2 separate regions of the Mus musculus genome follow, and region 2 is linked to region 1. Evidence: chromatin contacts called from public targeted proximity ligation data. All regions are on one chromosome and are shown on one strand. The core of a region is the stretch at or near the end of the contact, and the rest is flanking DNA. Distances in the headings are between cores, read along the strand shown. Region 1 overlaps Ppp6r3 (protein phosphatase 6, regulatory subunit 3). Region 2 holds the start of 1810055G02Rik (RIKEN cDNA 1810055G02 gene).

What was found.
Region 2: a contact with region 1 is called in a targeted proximity ligation map of embryonic stem cells, with 8 read pairs. A contact is called at or near these places in 5 of 39 promoter capture datasets (the 3T3-L1 cell line, embryonic stem cells, liver and 1 more), 1 of 484 Hi-C or Micro-C datasets (muscle stem cells), 2 of 130 datasets of targeted methods (both in embryonic stem cells) and 2 of 9 other capture datasets (adipose tissue and pancreatic islet).

What each region holds. Positions count from the first base shown.
Region 1 is chr19:3,531,780-3,535,924 of GRCm38.p6, reverse strand. The region is part of intron 2 of Ppp6r3 (protein phosphatase 6, regulatory subunit 3); the gene reads left to right. Among named protein-coding and RNA genes, the nearest start is that of Ppp6r3, 42 kb to the left of the region's middle.
Region 2 is chr19:3,706,379-3,710,523 of GRCm38.p6, reverse strand. It overlaps 1810055G02Rik (RIKEN cDNA 1810055G02 gene), which reads right to left and starts at 2,231. Exons shown (of 4, transcript NM_028077.3): 1 at 2,088-2,231. Gm36608 (predicted gene, 36608) reads left to right here and starts at 2,356. Exons shown (of 3, transcript NR_167751.1): 1 at 2,356-2,463; 2 at 3,739-3,878.

The DNA.
Region 1 (4,145 bases), core at 870-3,369:
TATAGAGACCAGAGTTATTACTTAAATATGTTTCATCTGGGCTGCTCTTAACTATAATTGGACACTCTCTTAACTCGTGGAGGCTTCTTCCTTCTCATCTCTCACCTTCTCCTTCCTCGTGGTCCCCTCCAACTCCCAAGCCCATGAAACCTAAACCCCACCTGTGTCTCTTCTGCCCAGCTATTGGCTCTTGGCATCTTTATTTACCAATCAGAAGTAACTTTAGACCAAGGTGTATGTTCATACTCTCTCTGGGACAACAAGGTCTTGGGGGGGGGGGGGGGTTGTCTCCATACTTAGTATTACAATAGATGGTGAAAGACCAAACTTCAACAGGATTCTATGGATTCAATTCAGATCTCCATGCTTATATAACAAGCAAACTTTACTTACTGAACTGTCCTCCTAGACTCCTCTTAAACCTTTCTGATGTGGCTACTAAAGACTTTACACTTAGATATGGCTTACATGGTGTTTGTATCACTCAGAGGCTAGGAGTGAAAGGAGACTTTGGATACATAGGGATGAGTTTGAGTTGGGGAAGTATGTGTGTCCATGGTTTAGAAAACACGAAAAGTAGGTATAATGGGAGTTTTAAAATATTCTCTTCATAACACTCTTTAAAACAATGGTAAAAGTTTTCTTTTTTGAGGCTTTTCCTATGTGTTACTTGGGCAGAAGCAGCTGTTTCTATTTTTGTATAATTTGTTTGTTGTGCTCCAGGTGTTGAGGTGACTGCAGCCGCTGCAGTGGGAGTTGTTCTAGCAGTGTTACTGCAAGCCTGGTGGATATGCTCTGGTGGTCCCCTTGGACTGCAGTGGGGCTCATTCTGAAATGATGTAGACAGATTTGACTGGGCTGGCATGTTGCTGTGCAGTCTCATAGAACCCTGTGCTCAGGGCTTCCTTTAATGCTTGCCTTAACTTCTTGAACTCGTCACCATCTTGAGTTGTTTTTGGAGACAACGTTTTTGTTTTGTGTCCAGACAGTCTTGGGTATAACTGTCACACAGGGCAGGGTATGGACTGAGAGTTTGGCCGAACCCCACTTCTTCCTGCAGAAAGAAAGAAGTGCTCAGCCGAAGCAGAGCTCTTCAGAGAGATGATGTGGTTCTTGTTATTCCTGCAGTTCACAGTTCATTCACAGGGCAATCAGCAGCAGTTTTCTTTTCAGAGAAACTTGGAGCTTCTGGTAGTATGTGTTTTAAATTTAGCATTTGGTGTAATTGTTCTTCTCTTTGGACAATCATATGGTGTGTAGCTCCCATGTAAACACAGTCCCTTGCGTTAGTATGCTTTTTATGTTACTGTATTCAAATATGATAATAAAAATAAAGGCTAAATTGATTCTTAGTTGTCCCTTTGAATAACAGTTGATGGGCACTATCCCAGACTTATGGCATCAGGTAGATAATACAGAGTCTCATGCCGGAGCTGTTCTTTCCTGAGTCAGAAATCAGACTGCATTTTACAAAACCTCTAGGTGACTCCTTGCCCATAAAGGTTTGAGAGCAAGTGCTCTAAGCTTCCAAGTGGAGCATTGTTGGGGTATTGATAAAATGGTGGCTTCTTTTGAAGTACATTCCAGCTGCTCACTTTCCACAATCAGTTAATGTGATAAGCTGCTAAGGCTTAAAAGTGTTGAGATGAGGTTTCAGGACTGCAAGCTCCAGCAGCCCCACAGCTGGCAATAGAATCCAGGTCTCTGTGAATACTTAATGGCACTGAAGAGATTCCTATTGCTGCGATGAAACACAATGACCAAAAAGCAATTTTGGGAGAAAAGGGTTTGTTTAACTTTGTATTGCTGTTGATAATCAAAGGAAGGAAGTCAGGACAAGAACTCAAATAGGACAGGAATCTGAAGGTAGGATCTGATGGCCATGGAGTGTTCTGCTTACTGGCCTGCTTTCTTTTAGAACCCGAGACTGCCAGCCCAGGGATGGAACCAACCATCAGCCACTAATTCAGATAATGCCTTACAGCCAGATCTTATGGAGGTTTCCTTCCTTTCAGATAACTCTACTTTATGTATCAAGTTGACATAAAACTAGCCCACACAGAGGATAGGATACTCTTGATACTTGGTGGAAGCACCTGATTGTCAGTCAATCATGCTTAAGTTCCTTGGATGGGCTGATGTTGTGTGAGCAGGACCTTGGTTCTCACATCTCCTGTAGATGATGTCCCATGTCTCCCAGACAGTCAGTGCTGATGAAAGGAAATAAAACTTGAGACATGTGATTCATGTAATTTATGTCAAATAGCCCAAAGAGTTGTTTGTGAGCTTTGAAACCTGGGGCTGAGAACATAGCAGAACAGGCCAGGACATGCCCGGGCAGGCCCCTTGTTACATGTCCTGACTGGCCTAGTGCCTCCCTATCTCCTGCCCTTCTGACAATCTGTTGATGTTTAAGTGGACCAATCATGTAAAACCGTGCCAATTCCTCCCCCAGCCCCACCCCTTTCTATAAAAACCCCTAGCTTCCAAGCCACGGGTCGAAACCACTGTCTCCTGTGTGAGATACGATTTGAACCGGAGCTCTGCCATTATGGCTCCACCATGTGGTCAACACCTGTCTCCTGCGGGAGATACGTGTCGGCCCGGAGCTCCGTCATTAAGCCACCTCATGCTTTTACATCAAGATGGTCGTCTGTTCGTGATTCTTGGGTGCACGTCGAATCGGGAATTGAGTGGGGGTTTCCCCACTAGGTTCTTTCACTGACACACTGTGAAATGAAGGGCTCTGTCCTAGGTTACCGTCCACAGCCAACCTTGGTAGTGTATGAAACTAGTCTAACAGTCGTCCGTCCGTCCGTCCCGTGTGCCCCCCCACCCACACACAGGGTTTCTCTATAGCTTTGGCTGTCCTGGAACTTACTTTGTAGACCAGGCTGGCCTCTCACTGAACTCAGAAATCCACCTGCCTCTTCCTCCCGAGTGCTGGGATTAAAGGCTTGCGCTACCACGCCTGGCTTGGTGTAACAGTCTTAATGGATCTGTAGTTAAAGCCTGGATCTGAGGTGAATAGGTTTATTCAAGAGATGGAAATGGGTCCGTTGGCTCTCTTGTGTAGATGGCAGTTTTCACTAGAAGATCAGCAGAGATCATCTGCGGGGTCAGGTGACTCCCTGATGACTTGCTTGCTTGCTCTAAATATCTAGTCCTTTTGTGGGAAAAAAACATTTTCAAACTTCTTGGTTTAATTTGTAAAAGAAGCCTAGGGTCGGTAAAAAAGGGTACCTTGGTCTCTCACCAAATACCTTCCCTTGCTGGCCAGCTTTCCTAGAGTTCCATAAGTAAGCGTCACTCAGCTAAAGTGTGGATTTTAAGTATGTTCATGTGTCCTGCAGACACTTTGTTAGGTCCGTGATGGTGTATGCCTATGTAACCCTAACACTATCAGGCGGAGGCTTGAGGATCAGTTAAAGGTCAGCTTCGGCTACATAGTAAGTTTGGAGGCTACTCTGGGCTGTATGAGATCCTGTCTCAACTATTTTCTTCCTCACCTGTAATATTTTTTGGTTTATTTTTATTGTTAATTCTGACTAGTTTTATTACAAATCTTAGCTTGTGTTGGTCTTTCAGACAAGATCCCCTGCTGTGTAGCCCAGGCTAGCCTAAAGCTTAGAGTCTTTTGGCCTTGGCTTTCTAAGTGCTGATTATAGTCTCAGGCTACCATCCCTGTTTTTGTTTTTGTTTTTTGAGGCAGGGTCCCCTGTATTTGGAAATTTGATCTGTAGATCAACCTGGCCTCAAATTCACAGAGCTCTGCCCATCTGAATAGTTACAGTTTTCAAAAAACTGCATTTTACCTGAGGGAGGGTAATTGAACTTTGTAACTGTTATTTTGTATCTAGCTTCACTTTTCTTCAAAGGGTACCAGCCCAAGGCCAACTAGTTTACCAGTGTCCACTCAGCTTGCTGCAAAATAGGTGATGCTTGCTAGGAGAGTTTACTGTGCCTGCATTTTGGAGTTGAGATAGTGACATGCACAGTTTGGAGACCATTCACTGTGGAAGTACATATTTCCATGTTCTGAACTGTCTGGTGTGGTGATGAAAGAATCAATTGTTTTACAATAAATGCTAAAAAATTTCCTTTTCTCTGTGTTAAATTTTATGTTTAAAATAATTTATATTTTA
Region 2 (4,145 bases), core at 982-3,481, 170 kb before region 1:
TCTGCAGTTAAGTGGATGCTCTTCCACAGGCCAGGCTTAGATCCCCAGCACCTACACCACAGGACTACCTACAACTCCAGGGGATCCAGCACCGCCTTCTGGCCTCTGTAGGCATTTCATGCTCATGTTGTACAATACATGGCCACAAAATACCCATACATATAAAAATATCTTGTAAAAGTGCCTTTAACTCCTGAGCCATCTCTCGAGCCACCTATCATACATTATATTTATATTATATATTACATATTTTGAGATAGGATCTCTTGACGAACCCACTGGAGCTTGCCACGTTGACTAGACTGACTGTTCAGAGTTCCCAATGCTGAGGTTACAGGCTTGCACTGTCTAATAACAGTCTGTTAACTCCACTCCCCGAGGACCCGACAACCTCTTCTGAATGGGAAGGGCACTGCACACATGTGGTGCACAGACATATATGTACATAAAAACACCCAGGGGCTGGAGAGATGGCTCAGTGGTTAAGAGCACTGACTGCTCTTCCAAAGGTCCTGAGTTCAAATCCCAGCAACCACATGGTGGCTCACAACCATCTGTAATGAGATCTGACACCCTCTTCTGGAGTGTCTGAAGGCAGCTACGGTGAACTTACATATAATAAATAAATAAATCTTTAGAACAAAACAAAACACCCATACACATTAAATAGAGGAAAGAAAACACTAACAAAAAAACCAAGTATTAACTCAGAAACTAGAACAAACAGACTGGGGTTGAGTCTCTTTTTGGGAATTGGTCCCCACAGGATCTGCAGGGAATCAGCATCAGGACACCTTCTGCCAGCTCATACAAGAAGGCCAGTATCATGTTCTCAATTCCATCGTGTCACACGGGCACACCCTTTCCACCACAGGGCAATGTCTATACACATAAGACTTTAAGTCTGCATTTCCTGAGCTGTTCCTACTAAAGTTCAGCCAGGTGACTTGTGTGAGTCCCCAAGTGACAACTAACCCTTGAGATGCTGCCCAATTCCTCTAATGTTTGTTTGACAGATTGCACTCCCAATCTTGCCTTGCCTTTAATGCCTTTATGATGTGTGGATTGCTATATACACATCACTAGACCTCAAATTGGTGAGCTTTTTCTCTGACATACACAGATTTCAATTCAAGAAGTCCAGACTCAGCAAAGACCATTAATAATCCCTATCAGCAGGGCCCCCGTCTCTACTCCACGCTAGGGAAGTTACACAATTACAGAACAGAAATTGGGAAAGCTAGTACAGGACAAACCACAGTCACCTACCTAATCCTGACACATCACCTGCTTGGACGTATTATGTACACAGACATTGCCCTGTGATCTAAAGGATGTATCCACGTGGCAGACATTAGCCCACGATCCCAGAACATTAAATATTATCTTAACTGCACCGCTTATCTCCAGGTATCTGAAAGTTCAGGTCTCACTACCAAAATGCCAAAGGTCTGTGTTCTAAACGCTTGCTAAGCCAGTATTTCTGATATTCTGCTGTCCAACAGGCGAGTCTAATTTATAAACGGAAAACCTGTATTTTAAACAGTTTGCTGGTTGACTTATTGAAATTTTAGAGCTGGTTCCTAGGGGTCGGGGTGTAAGTAATACAAGTTTTTAAGAGTTGGACTTCTAAGCTCCAGCCAGACCGTTAAGCGCACAAGCTAGCGGCCACAAGGGGAGGCAGGCAAGTAGACAAATGAGGAGGAAGGAAAAATGTGATGGATTTTCCTCATTGGTAGGTAGAAGAGTTTGGGGTGCAGGCCTCAACTATTTCCGAGACCAACACCTTCTAGGGTACAGCCTGATCCAAGACTCGCCTACTCTCGAATGTCCGTAGAGTGCTCGCAAACTGCCCAGCATCGACTGGCGATCGCCGTCAGCCCACCTCCTCCTCCTCCTCCTGCGCATCCATGCTTCTCTAAGGGCTCGGCCCATTCCTCCCTCCTCCGCCTTGAATCTCCATTCCTCACCGCCTAGCGCACCGGGTCCCCATTCATCCCTCCTCCGCCCCGCACCTCGCTGTCCATCCCCAAGCGGCTCATGGGGCCTTCACGACAGCTCCCTGGACAGCAGTGCGGGTCACTTACCCGGACGCGGCAGGCCCGTGGCCCTCACACCGCAGCGCAGCCACTTCAGCGATTCAGCCCCGCGCGGGGACGTGGACCGCAGCGAAACCCAGTTAGCTCAGCTCACTGGTGCGCGCTGGACCCCACCCGGACTGCCCCGGAAAGACGTCACGAAAGCGGGACCAATAGGCTGTCGCTGGCACGCGCGGCCGCGTGCGGTGGGCGTGGTTTGTTTAGGCCACGCCTGCTTCAGGAGCTGCCTTCCAACTTGGTCCCGCCTTGGCCACGCAGAGCTATTTGGAGCCGATCTAACGGAAGTGAGCGATCCAGGGACTTGTAGGCTATGTCTGTGTCTAGGGCTTTTCCCAGAAGCCGGGGAGAAGAGGGGTCAGATCAGGTGAGCGCAGATGTACTCGGACGATGGCTGGTCTGGACAGGGCAGCTCTAGAAGGCCTCATGAGGTACTTTATGAGGCTCTTCTGACCCGGTTCCTGATCTTTCTTCCCATCGGCTATTCAACTCCTTAAGGCGGTCCAGCCTTGTCCTTGCTCGCAGGCATGGCTTGGCTACTGAGGTTTGCTTTGCACACACTGCACCTGCCAGCTTCTGGCTAAGCATTTCACCTGAAAGGCAATACACTGATTTAATCCTGCAAGAAGATCTCGCTTTTGTTTTCAAGTCCAGAAACAGTCTCACAAAGGGCTTTGGAATTTTACACGTGGCATGACACGTGGGACGAAATGGAAAGCCTGTGAGACTTGCTTTTAATTTTAAAAGATTAGGGTTGGAGAGATGGCTCAGCAGTTAAGAGCACTGATGCTCTTGCAGATGACCCCGCTTGATTCCCAGCATCCACACGGTGGCTCACGACCATCTGAAAGAGCAGTTCCAGGAGATTCCATGCCTTAAGGCCTCCAGTGCACGTACATACATAATATGTATTGGAGTAGGCAAAATTCCCATACATAATGTTTGTATTTTATTTTTGAGTCAGGGTCTCTCTTTGTATCCCTTCTGTACTGGAACTCTGCATAGATCCAATTGTCCTTGAACTCACAGAGATCACTTGCCTCATGACTTCCTGTGCTAGGATTAAAGTCATGGGCCACTGCATCCAGCATACATAATTTTTAAAGAAAGAATTTAACGTAAAGTAGGTTTTGCAAGTCAGTAGGTGAATTCTGCTACTGAATGCCAATTTGTGTAAAACCCTTTTTAGGTCTCCTACCATGCCCATCCAAAGCGATCATCGTTGCCAGTTTTGTTTTGAGACAAGGTTTCACAGTCCAGCCCTGGCTGGTTTGGGGTTTCACAGTCCAGCCCTGGCTGGTTTGGGGTTTCACAGTCCAGCCCTGGCTGGTTTGGGGCTTGCTATGTAGATCATCCTAGCCTTGAACTCACAGAAATCTGTTTGCCTGCTGGGATTAAAAGTATGTGCCACCATGGCTGGCCTATTTCTAGTTTTATAACCTGTCTTGAGTCCTGGGATCAGAAACCAATGGACCCTGCTCTGAGCTCTATTAAGACTATATATAAGCCTTGCTGTGCTGTCATCAGCACAACCTGCTTTCCGCTGTGTGGAATTTGCCCATCAATGGCTTGCTGAAAGCAGCTGGAGGAAGGCACTGGCAGACAAGCTCCTTTTGCTTTGTGTTTATTTTAATCCCCCAAGGTGTTCCAGAAGAAGAAATACAATATCAGTGCTCAGTGAAAACACTCCTGAACCATGGAAATGGCGTGTAGTGCTGTTCACCCTTTCCTCAGATGTCAAGAGTCTCTGGTGTTCAACTCACAACTTCCTCAAATGCCAAGGTACTCATTTCTCTCCTAAGAAAAACAGATAGTAGGGTGTGGTGGTGCATGCCACTGATCCCAGCACTCAGGAGGCAGAGGCAGGAGGATCTCTGTGAGTTCCAGGCCAAGGCTACATAGTGACACCTTAAAAAACAAAATAAACCGGCATGTGGGGGTTGGGGGAGAACTGGAGAAATGGTTCAGCAGTTAAGAGCACCAGCTGCTCTACCACAGGGGCTCTCAACCATCTATAATGAGTTCTGATGCCCTCTTCTGGCATGAAGG